Regions from separate parts of the Columba livia genome. Here region 1 is linked to region 2. Evidence: chromatin contacts called from public Hi-C data. All regions are on one chromosome and are shown on one strand. The core of a region is the stretch at or near the end of the contact, and the rest is flanking DNA. Distances in the headings are between cores, read along the strand shown. Region 1 holds the start of WNT7B (Wnt family member 7B). Region 2 holds the start of ATXN10 (ataxin 10).

Region 1 (3,740 bases), core at 527-3,026, 290 kb before region 2:
GTGCGCCTCCCACGCCCGCGGGCATTGCCCGCTCCGCGACCCGCGGGCGCCCGGGGCTCTCGGGAGGGAACCTCGCTTGCAAAAGGCTTCAAACAGCGGGGAAAAAGAGGGAGGGGTAAGGAGAAAGGAGGCTGCATCTGGAATGTCCTCTGTGTGTTGGATGCCATTTGGATGGCAGCTCTAGGTAAAGTCATGAGGCTCTTGGGGAAATGGGTTTGCAAAAGTGAAACATGGTCTCACCTGAAAGTCCTTAAAAAATAGTAGGGATGCAAGAAAAAAAAAAGGTGTTTGGTCAGAGGGGGAAAAGAGTAAAGGACATTTAAATACAAGGAAAAGAGCGTGAAGGGAAAACGCAGCATTTTGAAAGGACACATTGATCATAGTTAAGTATTAGGAAAAATGTAGCAGAAGCGGTCTGGAGGGGGGCTGGCTGCCTGCAAGGGCCGGAGCATTGAGTATTAAAGAATAAAACGTGAGGAATGCGGGGGGAAAGGCAGAGCCACACCGATCAGCAGGGAGAGATAGCGGAGGGCGGCCGTGCGGTGAGCAGGCTCGGCCGTCTCCGTCCGTCCCAGGGAGGGGCCTCGACATGAGCCGCCACACAGCAGGGCCCTTCTCTGTCCCGTTACCCTCCCGCTTCCCCCTGCCAGGGACAGGCTTGGGATCTCTGCGCCATGCCCCGAGGAGACCCTCTTTTCGAGAGCTGGGTGGGTGACGGCAAGGTGCGGGCAGCGCTGACTGTGGGAGTCATCTAAACACGACCTGCGATTTCACACTGCATCTCTTCAACCACGGCAGCCTGGCTGGGCTTTAAAAAAAATCCTTTGTTTTCTCCATCAAGATAGAGGCTTTCTGATGAAGTTCTGTGTTCAGCCTCTTTTGCTTGCTTGTCACTGCCTGCTTTCCCTTCAGCATTTACTGGTGTGTGTTTAGCCGATTCTCTTTGAAAGATGCCTAGAGCTATCCATGTTTACTGTTACTACATGTATATAAATGTATGTGTGTAAGTGGGCATAGGTGCGCGGGTTTATCCCTATCTACATAACTTACCACAGCCCACAAACTTGTATTTGAGTGCTATTTAAGCGTGCATATGCATGCAGATATATGCCTCCAGACACGCACACATTGTGTAGAAGAGTGAAACAGATAATTCCACATAATTCAGGAATAAAATGGGCAGCTCAGAAATCGGTGTGAAAGAAAGACAGAGGAAGAAAGAAAACACAGTGAGAAAGACAGAAAGAAAAGGAAGCCTTGCTTAACTGTCTGAACACAAAGTGAGGTTTTCTCTCACCGATTAATCTCCCTAGCAGCGGCAAACTGAATATCCTAAACCAGTGTTAAAAGCCAAGTATATATGTTTCTTAAAAAAAGAAGAATGTTTTCTTACTGTGGAAAATGAAATCAAATTTAGTGTCAGGCATTTATGTTCAGCAAGGTTGAATGGCCAAAGAGAAATAGTGTGGACACACACACACACATACACATCGCTTTCTAAGATATGGGGTTGTAAGCAAATGTGGGTTAGAAAGAAAAAAATTTTGATTAGAAAGAAAAAATTTTTAAAAAAGGAAGAAGAAAAAAATTTTTTTAACAATCTCTTTTACGAAGTCCATACATTGCAAATCCAGCCGCGTTACCATACTAGAGGAAATGAAAAAATGCTTCGGTTTGAGAGGACGAATCCTTTATTTCCCTTATTGGATACGTTTCATGTGTTTCCCCCAACACTCCGACTTAAGGACATGCCTTCTGAAACACAAAGACACGCATAACTCGCACACGAACATGCACAGAGACAGATAAGATATGTATTGGATCCTGACACATACGGGGAGGAGGGAAGAGCAGGAGAGAGAGAGAGAGTGAGAGAGAGAGATCCTCCTACCTGGAGCCACAGATTGCAAGATACGTAGTGTTACCTGGGGAAGTCAGAACAAGTAAAAACACATTGAACTTCAGGGCTCTATGAGGCAGTTGATCAAGATCAGTGCTTGCTCATTTTCTCCCTCAGACTGTCTGTCTTGGGTTTTTGTTTTACCGTTTTGAGCAGCTCTTTCTATTTTTTCCTCCCTCATAGCTTTAATATCGTAGCCGCTTTCGGTCACCATGGCTCTGGGAAGAGCTGCTTACCTGCACGGTGCTGATTTTTTACAGTTCGGCCGGCTTTGCTCCTGGGTAGCTTCAGCAATGCTCTTGACTGGGATTTAACCGACAAGATCAGTTCGACTTTTTGTGCAATTTTTATGGCTCAGTCCATTCCCTAGATCATGCACAGAAACTTTCGGAAGTGGATTTTCTACGTGTTTCTATGCTTTGGAGTCATCTATGTCAAATTAGGGTAAGTCCTTGTGCACGACAAATCTCCTTGGCTTTTGGGTCACGCTATTACAGAGTTGTGAACAAAATGTTGCAAAGGAAAAAAAAAAAAAAAAAGAAAAAAAAAAAAAACAAAAGGAAAGAAAGAGGTGATTATTTCTCTCTGTCGTCCCCCCTCCCACGGGTGTCCAAGCGGTGGCAGCTCCCACAAAGCACCCGTGGGTTTCTCCCGGGTCCCGAGGCTGCGGGGCCGCTCAGCCACGGGGAGCTCCAGCAGCCCCGAGCCTGGAGGGAGCCGGTCGCGGGTGATGACGGGTCCTTTTATTTTGTACTGCTTAAGCGAACTTAAATATTATCTCTGGCGTAGTGTACCCTCAGGAAAAAAAAAAAAAAAAAAAAAAAAAAGGCAAGAAAAAAAAGCAGCCTGACAGAGTTAACTCAGCCGCTGCTGCTGGGACAATAGAGTAGAGCTTAAGTATTAAAAAGGCGAAAGGGGCGGGAGGAGGGGAATCCCTGCTCTGAACCTGCACTCAGGGATTTGTTTTATGCAGGCCTAGACACAATTTGCGTTTCTATCCATCACACGGACGTGTTGAAATTATCTTGACAACTGGTCCGGCTACCTCCGCTCTGAAGCGCCCGGGAAGCCGAGCGGGCTCCGCCGACGGGACCAGCCCGGGGGCCCGCAGGCCGGCTGGCAGCGGGGGCTCCCGGGAAGCCCGCTGTTTGCTCCTCGGTGTTTGATCACCGCGATCGAGATCACTCCGTTCTTTTAGTTGCCAAGTTTTCCCCTTTCTCCCTCTTCCTTTCCCCACCTCGTACCTGTATGGCTTTATTAATATTGCTCGTCGCAGTAGGCTGACTTGAGTTGAATTTCCACATTCCTGAGCCCCAGCCGAGTCCTTACCTGTCGAGCTACAAACTCTTTAAAGATTCTGTCTTTTCATAGCTGCGGGATTTTTTTTTTTAATGATCAAGAATGCATAAGGTGAGTTGCAATCCAGAAACGCTCGCTTCTCACCTTGAAATCAATGCGGGCAAGACGAGGGGATCCAAAGAGCAGCCCCCAAAGGCGGGAGAGCCGGGATAACTCCCCAGAGGGACAAGCAGGCCGGCCGGCAGCGCTGCGCGGCGCAGCACCCATTCCTGGAGCACAGCGGGAGAGCAGAGGCTCAGCGACAAGCGGGCAGCTGCCCGGCCCTGCCCGGCCGGCTGCCGGGACCTGCTGGGGCCGCAACAGCCCGGCCGCCTCGCCGCCTCTCCCGCCCGCCCCGCCGCCACAGCCGCGGGCGCTGCTCCGTGCAGGGTGCGCGACGGGGACAACCCCGTCTCCTCTGTCAGCAGTCCGAGCAGCGGTGGGGAGGAGGGGGCTGGCGGGGGAAAGGAGGAAATATGCGAAAGGGAGCATGCCAGAGGCG
Region 2 (3,799 bases), core at 233-2,732:
AACTATCCTCCCCGGCACTGATAATAGGAACAAAAAATCTTTTAAAAACCCCTAGGCATAATGTAGCAAGACTAGGCATAATGTAACAGAAACCTAACAGCAAAACAACAACTCTATAGAGACTGGACATAAGGCAAAGTGGGATGTCCTTGGCTTACAAGCTGGGAAAGCGAAATGTTCTGCTAAATGAAGAGCTACCTGCGTTTTGGTGAGTAGCAGCACCAAATGACAATGTGCATGCTCAAGAAATTAGGTCAAGAAGCCAACGCTGGGTGGGGACACCACCCTGTGAAGACCACAGGGGACCACGAAGAGACCCCTGATGAAGACTCTCAAATACAAAAGATGGACATCCGTCAATGGGCGGGGTTATGTAAATAGTTTATGTTTAATGCATTAACTAAGCAGTACAAACAAATGAAGATGCAATAGCTGTATGTAATAAATACCAAGAAGTGCGAATCACGCACATGCTCGATTAGAGGAACATCCTCCGAGCGTCCGGCACGCTGCAATAACCACTTTCAAAACAGCGTTAAGGAGTCTTTTTTGCCGACTTTTCGGTATCAGCGCAGGGACGGAAGCAGACTGCCAGCTCCCCATGGCACCCCGGAGGGGAGAAGGGACAAGTCACCCACTCTGGCTCCAGCCCCACAGATAACTCCCAGGTCCCACACGAACAGCCCCCGGGGGATGCAGAGATGAGGGGGGGCAGAGATTGCACGTCAGGAACCGCCGGCACCTGGGCCGCTGCTCTGCGAAGGCCGCAGCCGACTCCCCGAGGGGCAGCACGGCGCTCAGAGCCGAGGCGAGCCCCTCCCGCCAACACGCGGACGGGCGGGCAGGCACACAGCCGCACAGACCACCCGGGCCCGCCGGCACCGCCGCTTCCCGCGGCCGGAATTCCCTCCCCCGGCCCACGTGGCTGCGAGCGGCCCCTCCTCCCCGCTACCTGGGCTGCGCCTCCCGGAACAGGCCCGTCAGCGCCCGCACGCTCTCCAGCCGGGCCTGCGGCGCGGTCGCTACAGCGCGTCCCAGCCGCGCCGCCGCCTCGGACAGCGCTCCCGCCGCCGCCATCGCCGGCCCCGCCGCGGCCCAGCTCCGCCCCCCGCCGCGCGGAAATGGCGGCGGCCCGGCCCCGGCGGACGGGTGGTGCGCTCGGCGCTGCGACCCGACCCGCAGGGCCGCCGCGGGGCACGGTGGTAAAATGGCCGCCCCGCCTGTGGGAGCTGGGGTAGCTCATGGCGTGGGTCCACGGTGCGTAAACCTTGCCGTTCTCCCCGTGAAAAATAAACCGTAGGGACAGCTTTCTGTTGCACCTTGAGCTGGAGAGTGTCTGCAGGAGGCCACGAAGTTGGTGAAGGGTTTGGAGAGGACGCTATATGAGGAGCAGCTAGTCACTGGGTTTGTTCAGCCTGGAGAAGAGATGGAGGGGAGACCTCATGGTGGCTACAGGTTTCTCACAAGGGGAGGAGGAGGGGCAGGTGTTGATATTTCTCTCTGTTGATCAACTACAGAATCCGAGGGAATGGCAGGAATATGTGTCGGGGGGGTCTAGGTTGGACATTAGGAAAAGGTTCTTCCCCCAAAGGGTAGTGGAGCACTGGAACAGGCTCCCCAGGGAGGTGTCACGGCCCCAAGCCTGACAGTGTTCAAGAAGAGACTGGACAAGGCCCTCAGACACATGGCGTGAACTGTGGGGTTGTCCTGTGCAGGGACAGGAGTTGGACTCGATGGTCCTTGTGGGTCCCTTCCAACTCAGGACATTCTGTGCTTGCACCTCCCACCACGGGCCTGTAGCCACCCAGGCGCTGCCCCTCGGCTCTCCACAGGGAGCGGGGTGAAGGCTGGTTGTGCACCGCAGACCTCAAGTCTGGGCCTTCTGCTCATCCCATGTGCTTTCGGAGGTGTCTGCCGGTAAATGGTCCAACATGCAAACAAAAAGCATGCATATAAAAAGCATACGTATGTTGAGGGAAGAACATCAAGCTACCCATGGATAAAAAGACCTGTTTGTGGCCAAATGCTATAGAAAGCCTCATTAGCTGGAACTAAACTAAGTTTACCAAAGATAGTCAAAGAAATCTAAAAGCAATACCTCCTAATGCTGTCTCCAAAACAGGTTTCTGTCACCCAGCATGCAAGAAAAGCCAATTGTAGTGCACAGAAACGAGATATCACAGAGTTGCGCAAGTCTGGATGCAGGAACAAAGCCAGCATGCCAGAAAGAAAAGTAACAGCCATTATATACAAAGTCTTGTCACTACATTCACTCCTTGAACAGCCAATTGGTTACACATTTGTATATCGGTTACATAATAATTTTAGCGTATAATAAGCAACATTCAACTAAAGGACACTTTATCCAACAGTCTTGAGATATATGTTTTAGCAAGACTCGAGGCTCCAAAATGTCTAAAGGTGCAAGGCCAGTAGTCTCTATAGTGTCTGATTAGGTGTTTTGCAAGTTACTCTTACCTTTGTTAGATGAGCAGACTGACCAAAACTGAGAGGATTTACATATATTCAGGTTAGCAGTTGCTGGCAGGATTCATTCTTTTAAGTGATAATGACTACACCAACAGAAAGCTGGGTGGAAGAGAAACACACCAGTGATTCATTGCTTCCCACCCATGCCTTCCTCCCCGCATCTCCCAGGTACCTGTGGCCCTGGGACCAGTGCCAGGGCGCTGCAGGGGGAGAAGGGACCCATCTCCCAGAGCAGCCCCTGCACACCTGGAGGTTGTATCCCTCTGTTAGAAATAAACTTGCATGACTTGGGTTACCGGTGGGGCAGGCTTTTTAAGACCACTATTAAATTTGTTTGTCCATTAGTAAGTGTCATTTCCAGGCTTCTTCCTGGTAATTATTGTGTATTACTTATTAATGCACAAACAAGCAGCTCTCGACAGCTCTAGGAGAAATTAAGTAAGTAAAAAATGCCATGCAAGAGCCTTGGCAATCATACAAGTTCTTCAACAGCTCCTATTACTTTTAAGAATTGCCTGTTATGAGTAAAGAGTAATTTATCTCAACTGCAGTGAAACTCGAGACTAAGATTAGTGAAGCATCAGAAGTGTGCTGGCTGCAGCTGAGAATGTTGTGCCTGACAGTGATGGCCCTGGGAAGATCTGGCTACTGCACATAACAGCATTGTTGCATGTTCTTGCTGACCACTGGTTCAGTATGTCCAGACAACCAGCTGATCACAGCTTCAATGAAGAAAACAGTAAAGTACACTGAAATCCAGCAAGATAGTCACATGTGCTCTGTGGAAATTATCTGCAAATATATTTGTGTAGCTGGTTTTATCCTACTCTGTTTGGGAAGGGACGAAGTGTGGCCAGCAACACAATTTTATTCAACCTTCATCGTCTTTTACTTGCCATTTTGCCTGTCATTTGTCAAACACAAATCTTGTAAGCAACAATTTCTTGTTTAGCCCTTATAACATCTCTCTTTAGGGATTTTTTTCAATGATATCTTATATTTTAAGGCAAGAGTTACCCAGCTTTTACTCCATCAAGCATACAGATTTTTCTTGTAGTGTACTTATGCATTACACTGCCAAATATTCCAAATCAAATAGCTGAAAATACAGACTAGACCATAGGTGTCCAAGACATCAGGATGGGGATGCATTAATTCTGTAATGCAAACTAGCAGACTATTAAGGCTTCAACTTAACCCCAGCTGAAGTAAAGGAAGGCAAAAGTAACTTGTGTTTACCCTGGGGCAAGGTTAGATGACATGCAGCAGCTTCACATATAAATATTTTCTTTTTAAGAACACTTAGAAA

Evidence for each region. A called contact is a pair of places that touch in the nucleus more often than the background predicts.
Region 1: a contact with region 2 is called in a Hi-C map of liver, with 4 times the contacts expected there. The contact joins the promoter of WNT7B here to the promoter of ATXN10 in region 2. A contact is called at or near these places in 2 of 2 Hi-C or Micro-C datasets (crop and liver).

The regions. Positions count from the first base shown.
Region 1 is chr1:139,886,788-139,890,527 of bColLiv1.pat.W.v2, reverse strand. WNT7B (Wnt family member 7B) reads left to right here and starts at 1,776. Exons shown (of 4, transcript XM_005509524.3): 1 at 1,776-2,344. The coding sequence starts at 2,274. LOC110364023 (a long non-coding RNA gene) reads right to left here and starts at 1,535. Exons shown (of 3, transcript XR_010466753.1): 1 at 1-1,535.
Region 2 is chr1:139,598,141-139,601,939 of bColLiv1.pat.W.v2, reverse strand. It overlaps ATXN10 (ataxin 10), which reads right to left and starts at 1,482. Exons shown (of 11, transcript XM_021297335.2): 1 at 1,320-1,482.